Linked DNA regions of Sus scrofa: all the other regions are linked to region 1. The links are chromatin contacts, called in public Hi-C maps. All regions are on one chromosome and are shown on one strand. Each heading gives the region's core, a stretch centred on a gene start, on an enhancer-like site or on the middle of the called end of the contact. The rest is flanking DNA. Distances are from core to core; before and after follow the strand shown.

Region 1 (3,330 bases), core at 392-2,891:
CTATGGTCAGCCTCGGCCCCCCATCTTGGGCTATGGAGGTAAGTGTAAGAGGGAGTCAAAAGGACTTGATGATGGTGAGGGGCCGAGAGAAAGAAAACTTAGCTAGGATGTAGTTGAGGTCACGGTTTTTCAGCTCAACATTGATGTTTTTCATAGCTGGTGCCGTTCGCCCTGCAGTCCCCACAGGAGGGCCTCCGTACCCCCATGCTCCCTATGGTGCTGGCCGAGGGAACTATGATGCCTTCCGAGGCCAGGGAGGTTATCCTGGGAAACCTCGAAACAGGTGAGAATGGGCTGCCTAAATATTCTTGCTCCCTTTTGGGGTCAGCTCTCATCATCCTATCTTACCTCTTTCTTATCTCAAAGGATGGTCCGTGGAGACCCACGGGCCATTGTGGAATACCGTGACCTGGATGCTCCAGACGACGTGGATTTCTTTTGAGCCATCTTTTCCTCACTCCTGGTATCATCTACAAATATGACTGCTTTGTCCCATCCAACTCTGAGAAGTTTTTGTACGTTCAGCCTTACTGCCGATAAAAGCACTTCCACGGTCACACTCTTTACTTAGTGTATAATATACACCTCCCCACATTCTCCCAAAGATTGACTGGGGCCATGGGTAGCTGGGCCTTGCCACTTTATTGACACCAAAGGTCCCAGGTTTTGCTGGGACTTCCTGGGGGCCTGATGTCAGGCAGCCTCTGCCTTTGAGTTGGGGGTAGGTGAGTGTATATGGAACTAGAGATGTTTTGGTTCTGGGATCTTAGCCTCAGTCCAAGGCATTTCGCTGCTTTTCCGAGTTACAGCTGGTCAAGCACAGGTTGTAGAAGGAGTTGGGGTCAAAGGCTGTGCTTACCTCTTGCCAGCCCACCCACCCAGCAGCCTGTAATTCACTGGGGTTTTTCGGAGCACCCCAGCAGTGAGGGTCCAATACCAGGACATAGGCTTCTGTGCCTGGCCCCAGGCACACTCCCAACAAGGCCTTGGCCTGGGCATCTGCATCCCCGCCAACCATTACAGGCCCCCCGCCTCCTGCAAAGTGAGAGTAGAGCCTCTCCAGCTCCCCCTGAAGCCCTGCTCCACGGGGCACGTGGCATAGGCGCCCCTGAGGCCCCCCGAAATGATCCAGGCAGAGGCTGGCCTCTACACACCCGATCCAGCTCCGAGAGCCCCGGAAGCCGGGTGGCTTGTCTCCCATGTCCTCCAGGGCCGCCTGCACGGCAGCCAGCCCGGGTACCCCCGTCGGCCGGCCCTCTGGCCACGAGCACAAAGTCTGCAGAGTGCGGTAACCGCAGCCCCAGCCCCGGTCATCCAGGCCGTCGCAGCCGTAGTGGTAATAGAGGTAATGGCCCGAGAGGAGAGCCAGGCGAGCGGGGCCGCGGGCGGGCGGGTCCAGGCCCAAGTGGACATCCTTCAGCGGCTCCAGGGCGGTGGGTGGGCGCGGTGGTCGCTGGGCCGGGCAGGTGCGGTCTCCGTGCGGCGCGAAGCGAACTCCGGGCTCCAGCGCGTCCTCTCGGCCCCGAGGCTCGAGCCAGCTGCGGGCAGACTCGGCGTGCGGGCCCCACGTAGCAGCGGAGAGAGAGGCCGCCCCTTAACGTCGAGGCCGAGCCGCGGGGCTCCCACAATGCACCGCCGCGTCGCCGGCGTCACCGCGCAGGCGCGAGCTCCGCCTCGCGGGGCGGGCGCCGGCCCCCCCTCCCACGCCAGCGATCAATCCGTCCCACCGGCTTTCGCACCCACGCTTCCATTCACCCGGTGGTTGAGGCTTTCTTCCCAGATCCCAGCCCCAGTCGCGCACACTTCTGTGGCTGATAACAGTTTATTGGCAGCCCAGAGGGGCGAAGGCACCGTGGGGGAGGGGGCTCGGCCCGAGACATGCAGAGGGCGGGGAGCCCCAGGGGAAAGGTGGGTGGGCAGGGTCTAGGAATCCTCTCTGTTATATCCCAGCCCTTAAATAAATAGTATATACAGCTGGGGGGGCTGGGCGAGGCGGGCAGGGCAGAGGGACGTGGGGTCCCGCCTGGATCACAGGTCTGAGCAGCGATCCTGCTTGCTGTAATGGTCAAACTGGTTCTTCCAGTGCACCATGTAGGAGCTCCAGCGGTGGAACTCGGCCTTCCACTGGCGCTCCGCCTCGTCCAGCGTGTCTGCGGCCAGGGCGCCCGGCAAGTGGGTGCGGGGAGGACAATGGAAAGGAAGGGAATGGACGTGCGGGGGTGGGTGGGGGGCAGTTCGGGGAGGACACACGGAGAATGTAGGAGGCCATGTGGGATGGTGGAAAGAGGATCAGGAGAATATGCGAAAGAGGGAAGACGGAAGACCAGAAAGAGGACAAGGATAGAGGCGGGGCCGGAGAAGGATGGCGGGAAGGAGGAGGGAGGGGGAGAAAATGACCGGAAGACGGGCACAGAAGGGGTCAGAGGAGGAGGATCCGTGGGTTGGTGGGGAAAAGAGAAGAGACAGAAATGGTTGGCGGTTATAGCCCCACTGTGTGGTGCTATCTAGCCCCAGGGCCTCACTCTCTCCCCAACACCAAGCTCAGGCTCCAAAGAATAATTTTATATAAAAAAGAAAATTGGCTTTTTCATTTCCACTTAGACAACGAAGGCGTGTGGGTCCCTGAGATGGGTCACCGGTCCTCTCCAGCCCCCCAGCCCTGTCCAGTTTGAGTTTCTCGGTTTGAGGAGGGAGGGGGCGCTGGGTCGGAGATCCCTGAGTGGGGCCCTTCCCCACGGTCCGACCACTCTTTAGAGGAGGGGCCCCCTGAGGCCGGAGGGGGAAGAGGCCATGGTCACAGCCGCAGGAACCGGGAGAGGAAGAGGAGGAGGAGGGATAGGGGGAGGCCGGGCCTGGGCCTCGGGGCAGCCTCCCCGTGGGCGGGGCCTGAGCAGGTGCAGGGGGCCTCCGAGGCTGGGGGGAGAAGAGAGGGGTTATACCCTGCCGGCTCCCGCACCCCTCTCTCTCTCCGCGCCCCTTTCCCGTTCCTCCGCCCAGCCCTGCCTGCGGGCTTCTGCGTACCTGTGGCGCTGAGCAATTTGGGTAGGAAGCGGTTCCAGAAGGCGCAGGCCTGGGCACGCAGCCCGCGTCGCACCTCCAGCGGCCGCAGGTTCAGGCTCACGTACTGCTGCGCTCCCGCCGTGTACGGGGGCCACTGCGGGGCTTTGGAATCCCAGGGGTCATTGGGGTCCCTGCGGAAGGAAAGAGAAGGTTCGGCCTCAGGCAAGCCAGCCCCTCCCTGGGGCCTGCGGAATGGAGATGGAGAGTAGGGGGAGGCAGGCTGCTTCCTGACCCCGTGCCCTCTTAGGCTCCAGGGAGAGCCTCATCCCC
Region 2 (3,330 bases), core at 299-2,798, 100 kb after region 1:
TGCGGCATAGGTCACAGATGCGGCTCAGATCTGGCATTGCTGTGGCTGTGGTGTAGGCCGGCAGCTGCAGCTCCAATTGGACCCTTAGCCCAGCAACTTCCATCCTTAAAAGGAGAAAACAAACAAACAAAGAAACACCCCACAGATACATTGGCAAAGTATGGAAAAGTCCAGCTGAGTCCTTCCTCCTGACTTCCAGACCTGCGAAACCTGAAGGACAATCCTACCTTCCTTCAGGCACCTCCCTCCCCCGGGACCACTCACAAGACCCACAGCTTCTTTTGCCTCCAACAACCGCTCACAGCCACCATCCCCTCTGCTCCTAGTGCTGCTGTGTCAGCTCAGACCCCTCTGCTTCTCACCTGGCCCTATAGTCGGGCTCCCCTCTATGCTCAGGGCAGCTGCAAAGTTCTCACCGGTTCTGCTTCCTCCTGACATCTCTTCACTGGGTAAAAGGATGCATAGGAAGGCAGGTGATGAATCAAGTAAGAGGTTAACTGTAGAATCCAAAGGGTGGGTATAGGACTGTTCAGTGCAATTCTTTCAACTTCTCTGTGCTTCAAGTTTTTCATAAGATATTGAGGGAAACAGCCTGCAGTGGTTTCTTTTGGCTTTTTGGATAAAACTCAGACTCCTTCATGTAGAACATAAGGCCTGCTGTTTCCATTGTAGCTCCGCGGTAACGAACCTGACTAGCCTCCTTGAGGATGTGGGTTCGATCCCTGGCCTCGATCGGTGGGATAAGTATCCATCGTTGTCACGAGCTATGGGTAGGGTGCAGACATGCCTTGGATCCTGAGTTGCTGTGGCTGTGGCCGGCAGCTGCAACTCCTATTTGACCCCTAGCCTAGAAATTTCCATATGAAGTAGGTGTGGCTCTAAAAAGAAAGGAGAAAGAAAAAGAAAAAGGCCCTCTCTATGATCTGGCCGCTGCCTCCCCCTGTAACCTCATCTGCTACCACTCACATGTCCCCTTGCCACAAACCATTCTGAATTACTTGGAGCCCCCAGCAGAGTCAGGGAATTTCATTCCTCTGAGCTCACCGACTTGCTGTTCCCGATTCCTGGAATGCCCTTCCCTGCGTTTTTCTCCAGGGATCCCTGACCCGTCTATACTTTTCTGACTCACCCTCCCTCCAGGAAGCCTTTGCTGCCCCCTTATCTGGTTCCCACAGCCCCTTGCCTATCTCCGCAAAGATTTATGGTATCAAGGGCCTCACCCAGGACTGGATGTGCAGATATGCTGCCGCCCTGGAACCTGGCCTGACGACGGGGCTCTGGTTACCCTCGGTCTCTGAATCACCCGTGATCTCTAATCTCTTCCCTCAGAGGACGCATCGTCAGGCAACTCCCCTGCACTGGCGACAAACACACTTCAACAAACACACTTTGCAGGCTGAGCAAATCCTGAGGCTCCACTGACAGGCCGACCTCGGCAACTCCAGCCGCAAAGAGCGGACCTGGACCTGGAGGCTCGGCGGAGGAGCCGGCGGGCGGGGGCTGTGCCCTGCAGTGGGTGGAGGCCCCGAGGAAGAGGTCCCGGCCGGGGTAGGGAAGAAGGCGGGGCCTGCGGCGCTGCTGGTCGGTGTCCCGGGCCTGGGACGGAAGTTGCAGAAGTACAATTAGTTTCAGTTTTGTTTCTCTTGCAGGAGCCCAGCCACCGCAGCGTCGGACCTCGGGACCCCCAGTCCGGGTCCTGGAGCCCAGGGTCAGCTCAGGCTGGGTAAGGAGGGCGCTCGGGGGGCGGCTGAAGGGTCCGCTGAACTGGAGGCAGTGGGGGGAAGGGAGAGCGCGGGCGGGAGAGGAAGGGCGGCGGGAGAGGGACCCAGAAGGCGGGAGGAGAGGAGAGGCGGGCTGGAGCACCCCCGCCTTCCCCCGCTCCGGGCCTCCCCGGGACGGCGCCCTCCCACTCTCTGAGCTTCCTCTCGGCCCTTGCTCTCTGGAAGTTCGGGGGAATCCCCCAAGGGTCCTTATCGAGTATTTCACAGCCACTGTGCGCGGAGCTGGGGGCTTTCACAGACGAACCTCACGTGACTCGGTGACTCTGACCCTCCAGAAGCTTCTAGGAAAGCAGGAGGCCTCTTGCAGCAGGAAAGGCTGAAAGAAATGGGCTCGAGGAGATGGGGCAGAGGTTATGGTGACGTCTAGAGTTTGAGGAGCTGGAAGGATGCCTCTTCCCTTCAGGCGTCGCTCTGCCTGCTCCAGAATCCTTTTCTGGATGGTCAGGGCAGAAAGAGGGGTCCCCACTCCCCTCGATGCTGCTACCAGGCTCCAGGAGGCAGGTGTATGGGGTTGTGGGCATCGGAGCCCTTTGGAGTGCCCCATCTGCCAGGAGTCAAGGTGACCCTGCCCACCTGGACCCTCGGGCTGTGTCTTCTCTGCCCGCCGCCCCACCCAGCGTCCCACCCCCTGCAGGAGCACTAGGAACTATTCACCCGGGGCTCACACCCCACACGACACAAAGCCTGTCCACGGGAGCCCTGATCATTTCACCATCAGCTCCCTAAGTCCCTGCTTCTTGGTCTTGTCCTATCTCGCAGGGCCTGACACACCGCAGCGGCCTTTCCTTTTTCACATTTGCTGAATGTCTGCGGGAAGGAGGGAGGCGTCTCTTTAGCTCAGGAGACCAGAAGAAAATCCCCAGCCATTCAGGTGAGGCCTCCCCAGACCTGGCAGGGCTTGAGGATGGAGGAGAGGCGGGACGGCAGGCGGGAGGCCCCGTGGAGGCGACCTCCACCCTCTGACCTGACCCCTCGCTTGCAGGATGGTTTCCCAGGGCTCCTCACCCTCCCTGCTGGAGGCCCTGAGCAGCGACTTCCTGGCCTGTAAAATCTGCCTGGAGCAGCTACGGGTGCCCAAAACGTTGCCCTGTCTGCACACCTACTGCCAGGATTGCCTGGCCCAGCTGGCCAAGGGCGGCCACCTCCGATGCCCCGAGTGCCGCGAGTCCGTACCCGTGCCTCCCGCGGGCGTGGCTGCCTTCAAGACCAACTTCTTTGTCAACGGGCTCCTGGATTTGGTGAAGGCCCGGGCTGGTGGAGACCTGCGTGCAGGGAAGCCCGCCTGCGCACTGTGCCCCCTGATGGGAGGCGCCAGCACTGGGGGACCGGCCACAGCCCGGTGCCTGGACTGCGCCGACGACTTGTGCCAGGCCTGTGCCGACGGGCACCGCTGCACCCGGCAGACCCACAGCCACCGAGTGGTGGACCTGGTGGGCTACAGGGCAGGGTGGTACGACGAGGAGGCCCGGGAGCGCCAGGCGGCCCAGTGTCCCCAGCACCCGGGGGAGGCCCTGCGCTTCCTGTGCCAGCCCTGCTCCCAGCTGCTATG
Region 3 (3,330 bases), core at 438-2,937, 83 kb after region 1:
TTAGGGAATCTGCAGGCACCGTCCAGCTTCTCTCCCAAGAGAGATCTTTAGCTTTCATTTGTTTGGTTCTCATATTTGCAATCAAGATGCCCAGCTCCTAAACTGAGCTGTCCTAGTCCATTCAGGCTCATATAATAGAATACCACATACTGGATGGCTTAAAAACAACACACAGTTATTCTCACAGTTCTGAAGGCCGAGATACCCAAGATCAGGGTGTTGAGAGCTTCAGTGTCTGCTGAGAGCCCGCTTCTTGGTTCATAGGCACCTTTTTGCAATACCCTTCCCACACCTTCCTCCCTAGAAGCTGACTCATCCTGAAACTCCAAATCCACTTCCTCCAGGAAGCCCTCTCTGATACAACCCTTGCAATTAATCCTTCTCATCTACATCTGTCTATCTAGTCAGCTCTGGGTGCTACAACAGAATACAATATACTAGGTGGCTTAAACAACACACACTGGCTTTCTCCCAATGCTGTAGGGCAGAAGTCCCAGATCAGGGTGCTGGCAAGATCAAGATCATATTCTGGTAAGGGCTCCCTTCCTGGCTGGCAGACTGGCCCCATATCCTCACACGATCACTTTTCTGTACATGCACACCCCAGAAGTAGAGGTGGGTGTGCAAAAGAGCAAGCTGTTGTCTCTTCTTATAAGAGCACTAATCCCTGTTGGATCAAGGCTCCATTCTCATAACCTCATCTCACTCCACCTCCCAAAGGGCCCATCTCCCAAACCCTCACGATGGGGTTTAGGGCTTCAACACATGGTTTTGGGATGGGGCAAATATTCAGTCATTAGCTCTTCTTAACACAAAGGGGTGACACTCCTAGATATACTCCTTATGTCACAGTGGTAATTTTCCCTATGTAGATAGGACAAGGGCGAGGATGTGGCTTTGCTCTCTTCTGTGCCCCAAATGCCTAACATAATGCATCGTGCATAGAAGATGCAAGTAACGCTGTTATATTTAACTGAATCAAGACTCATCTCCACACAAAGTTTTTAAAAACGTCCCCAGTCACATTCATCTCACCCTCTCTGGCCTCCTTTTGGGCTCATGGCAACATGACATAACTGAATTCTTACATGTTCTCTGATTGCTTCATACGTGCTCACCTCCGATCCTACAGAAAGCTCCATGTTTAGGGCCATAGAAGCCAGTTCCGGGCCGTGTGGGCCATGGGCACCTGTTTGTCCTCCCCTCCCACAGCTAAGCACCGCCCTCTCCGGACTAGATCAAGACAAAAGGAATGGTGAGCGGAGCTTCCTTCCCCATCACAGAGGGGCTGGGTTTGGGGATAAATCAGCACCCTCGCCTCCTTCCTTCTCCTTCTCTGGATTTTTCCAGATTGTTTTCAGTCACCCAGAGACCTTGGGAATGGGCAGAGCATGAAATAAGGCTGGGCGTTCAAGGACCACTCCCTGATGATAACCTAAGACCAGTGCCACCAGCCCACCCTTGAAATGTGTAGAGACAAAGGAGATCAAAGCTTCCTCTAAAATTCAGTGCTCCGCAGGCAGATTATAGTATAATTTTTCATAAGTAAGGGTCTTGGTGTGTAGAAGTGCAGAGATTTCCCTAGACCCGGGAGATGTGACCATTTGTTCTGCTGCTGAGGGTGGTGTGACTCCGTGTAGACGGCGTTTAGGTTACAGACCCAGGTCGGGCTGGCCTGATTCATCCGTGATGATACAGCAGGCAGGGAGCTGGCAGCTCGCTAAGCTGGGCTGCCTGACAAGAGGCAGGGCTCACAGGGGAGCCTGGTGGCTGAGGAAATTTACTGCGTGTTGTAGCCAAGGAAAGTAGAATTGGCTCTGGGCGATAATCAGCCTGATTAGCTGAGCGCCTCCTGGAGCGGTTGGAGGGCAGGGAGGCGGGGTGGGGAGGACAGCCAGCATCAAGGTGGAGCCCCAAGGGCTGGGGTTTGCTGAGGTCAAGAGCCACTGAGGCCCAGAGGAGTGTATGGAGAAGCAAAGGCAGAGAAAACAAGCACAACGCCCAGTCGTGGGAGGGAGGGTGTTTCAGGAGCGGCGACCAGGCTGAAAGCTGGGAGTAGGGACATGCAGGTGTGGTGATGGGGCAGCCAGGACCGAAGACAGTGGGTGGAGCCGGGGTGCCCATCGTACCTCTTCACCAGGCCCTGGCCGAGGGGCAGGTGCTGGCCAGGTTAAAGGCCCAAGATCCACCATCAGTCCCGCCCTGGGAGACTCAGCCTCTGCTGCATGTGTGGGTCCTAAGCGGAGCTCACCAGCGTTGACCTTGGTGGGAAGGCCACAGGGTTATTGTAGTGTGCCTGCTAGAACCCCAGCAGGTCTGTTTTGAGAGATAAAACTGCAGCCTGCTGGCTCTGCCCTCCCCTCCCACCTCCTTGCTATAGGATCCTGTCATGTCTGGCCAGGACTGAGTGACTCTGTCCTCCACGTGGATGGGCCCCTGTCAGATGACACACCTGTTGCCAAAGCTTGGCCTCTGTCTGCCAAATACAAACGTGGAGACGGGTTTTGGGTGAAGGAGAAAGATAGCTTTGCCAGGCAAAGGGGGCACAGCAGGCTAAGGCCTTAACGACTGTGCCCCCCCTTGGGAGAGATTGGGAGGTGGTTTTATAGTTTGGGCTGCAGATAAGGGTCAGGGTAGAGGCAAGCTTGCATTGTCTTTCAAACCTGGGGTTTTGTGGTCCTAGGACTGGTTCTGGTGGTCCTCCTTCTTCCCAGAATGCAGACGCTTCATCAGGTAGGTCTTCCATTTGTTGCGGGGTTTAGTCCTGCAGAAAGGGCTCAAAGATCTCCTTATGGTTCCTTGAGGAGGAACCAGCACCCCACCCATGGCTGCACTATTGTCTCTTGATGCTCCTCCCTGGTCCCTGCATCCCTTCCCTTCCCTGAGCAGCAACTGCCCTTTGGAACTCAGGGAAGCTCATGGAGGCTGAGGCTTATTTCCTAAAAACAAGAAATGGAGGGCACAGAAAGGCTTGTGTGCCCAGGAGCCTCAAAGGGCCCTGCTCGGTTACACCACCAGACTTCCCAAATCATCGTGATCACAGTCACAGCTCAACAATTTGTGAACCCTTGGTCTCTGCCAGTCCTGGTGCCAACCATGCACATGCGTTAATTCGCAGCTCCCCAACCTGGGCACCTCCACCCAGTGTGCCCAGAAAGTGTAACAGTGAGCAGGGACAGGGAGCACCCCCCCATCCCCTGCCACTTGGACCACCGCAGGGCTTGCTGGAGGCTGGTGGTGCACCCTTAGGTAACCTCTTCCCAATGCAATCAGTTTTGCCCTTGTGCCAGTCAGGGGAAAGCTTTGAAAGCATAGCCATAGTGCATTTGA

Evidence for each region. Hi-C and Micro-C count contacts between places; a contact is called where the count stands out from the background.
Region 2: a contact with region 1 is called in a Hi-C map of mesenteric adipose tissue, with 2.6 times the contacts expected there. The contact joins the promoter of TRIM56 here to the promoter of UFSP1 in region 1. A contact is called at or near these places in 2 of 5 promoter capture datasets (fetal liver and liver), 18 of 47 Hi-C or Micro-C datasets (embryonic fibroblasts, fetal heart ventricle, fetal liver and 9 more) and 2 of 2 datasets of contacts at active chromatin or transcription factors (alveolar macrophages and skeletal muscle).
Region 3: a contact with region 1 is called in a Hi-C map of fetal liver, with 3 times the contacts expected there. The contact joins the enhancer-like site here to the promoter of UFSP1 in region 1. A contact is called at or near these places in 5 of 5 promoter capture datasets (fetal liver, fetal skeletal muscle, liver and 1 more), 32 of 47 Hi-C or Micro-C datasets (adipose tissue, alveolar macrophages, blood and 17 more) and 2 of 2 datasets of contacts at active chromatin or transcription factors (alveolar macrophages and skeletal muscle).

The regions. Positions count from the first base shown.
Region 1 is chr3:8,730,648-8,733,977 of Sscrofa11.1, forward strand. It overlaps UFSP1 (inactive Ufm1-specific protease 1), which reads right to left and starts at 1,642. Exons shown (of 1, transcript XM_003354480.4): 1 at 624-1,642. The coding sequence starts at 1,201. The coding sequence ends at 773. It overlaps SRRT (serrate RNA effector molecule homolog), which reads left to right. Exons shown (of 21, transcript XM_003354479.3): 19 at 1-38; 20 at 157-283; 21 at 367-557. The coding sequence ends at 442. It overlaps ACHE (acetylcholinesterase), which reads right to left. Exons shown (of 5, transcript XM_003354481.4): 4 at 3,022-3,191; 5 at 1,804-2,150. The coding sequence ends at 2,029.
Region 2 is chr3:8,832,712-8,836,041 of Sscrofa11.1, forward strand. It overlaps TRIM56 (E3 ubiquitin-protein ligase TRIM56), which reads left to right and starts at 1,549. Exons shown (of 2, transcript XM_021086256.1): 1 at 1,549-1,723; 2 at 2,764-3,330. The coding sequence starts at 2,765.
Region 3 is chr3:8,813,709-8,817,038 of Sscrofa11.1, forward strand. No RefSeq gene overlaps it. Among named protein-coding and RNA genes, the nearest start is that of TRIM56, 19 kb to the right of the region's middle. Within about 2 kb of position 1,688, at least 3 of the 83 cell types and tissues checked have an H3K27ac peak or open chromatin away from gene starts, as enhancers often do. A contact at or near this core is called in fetal liver and spleen, where this site is marked.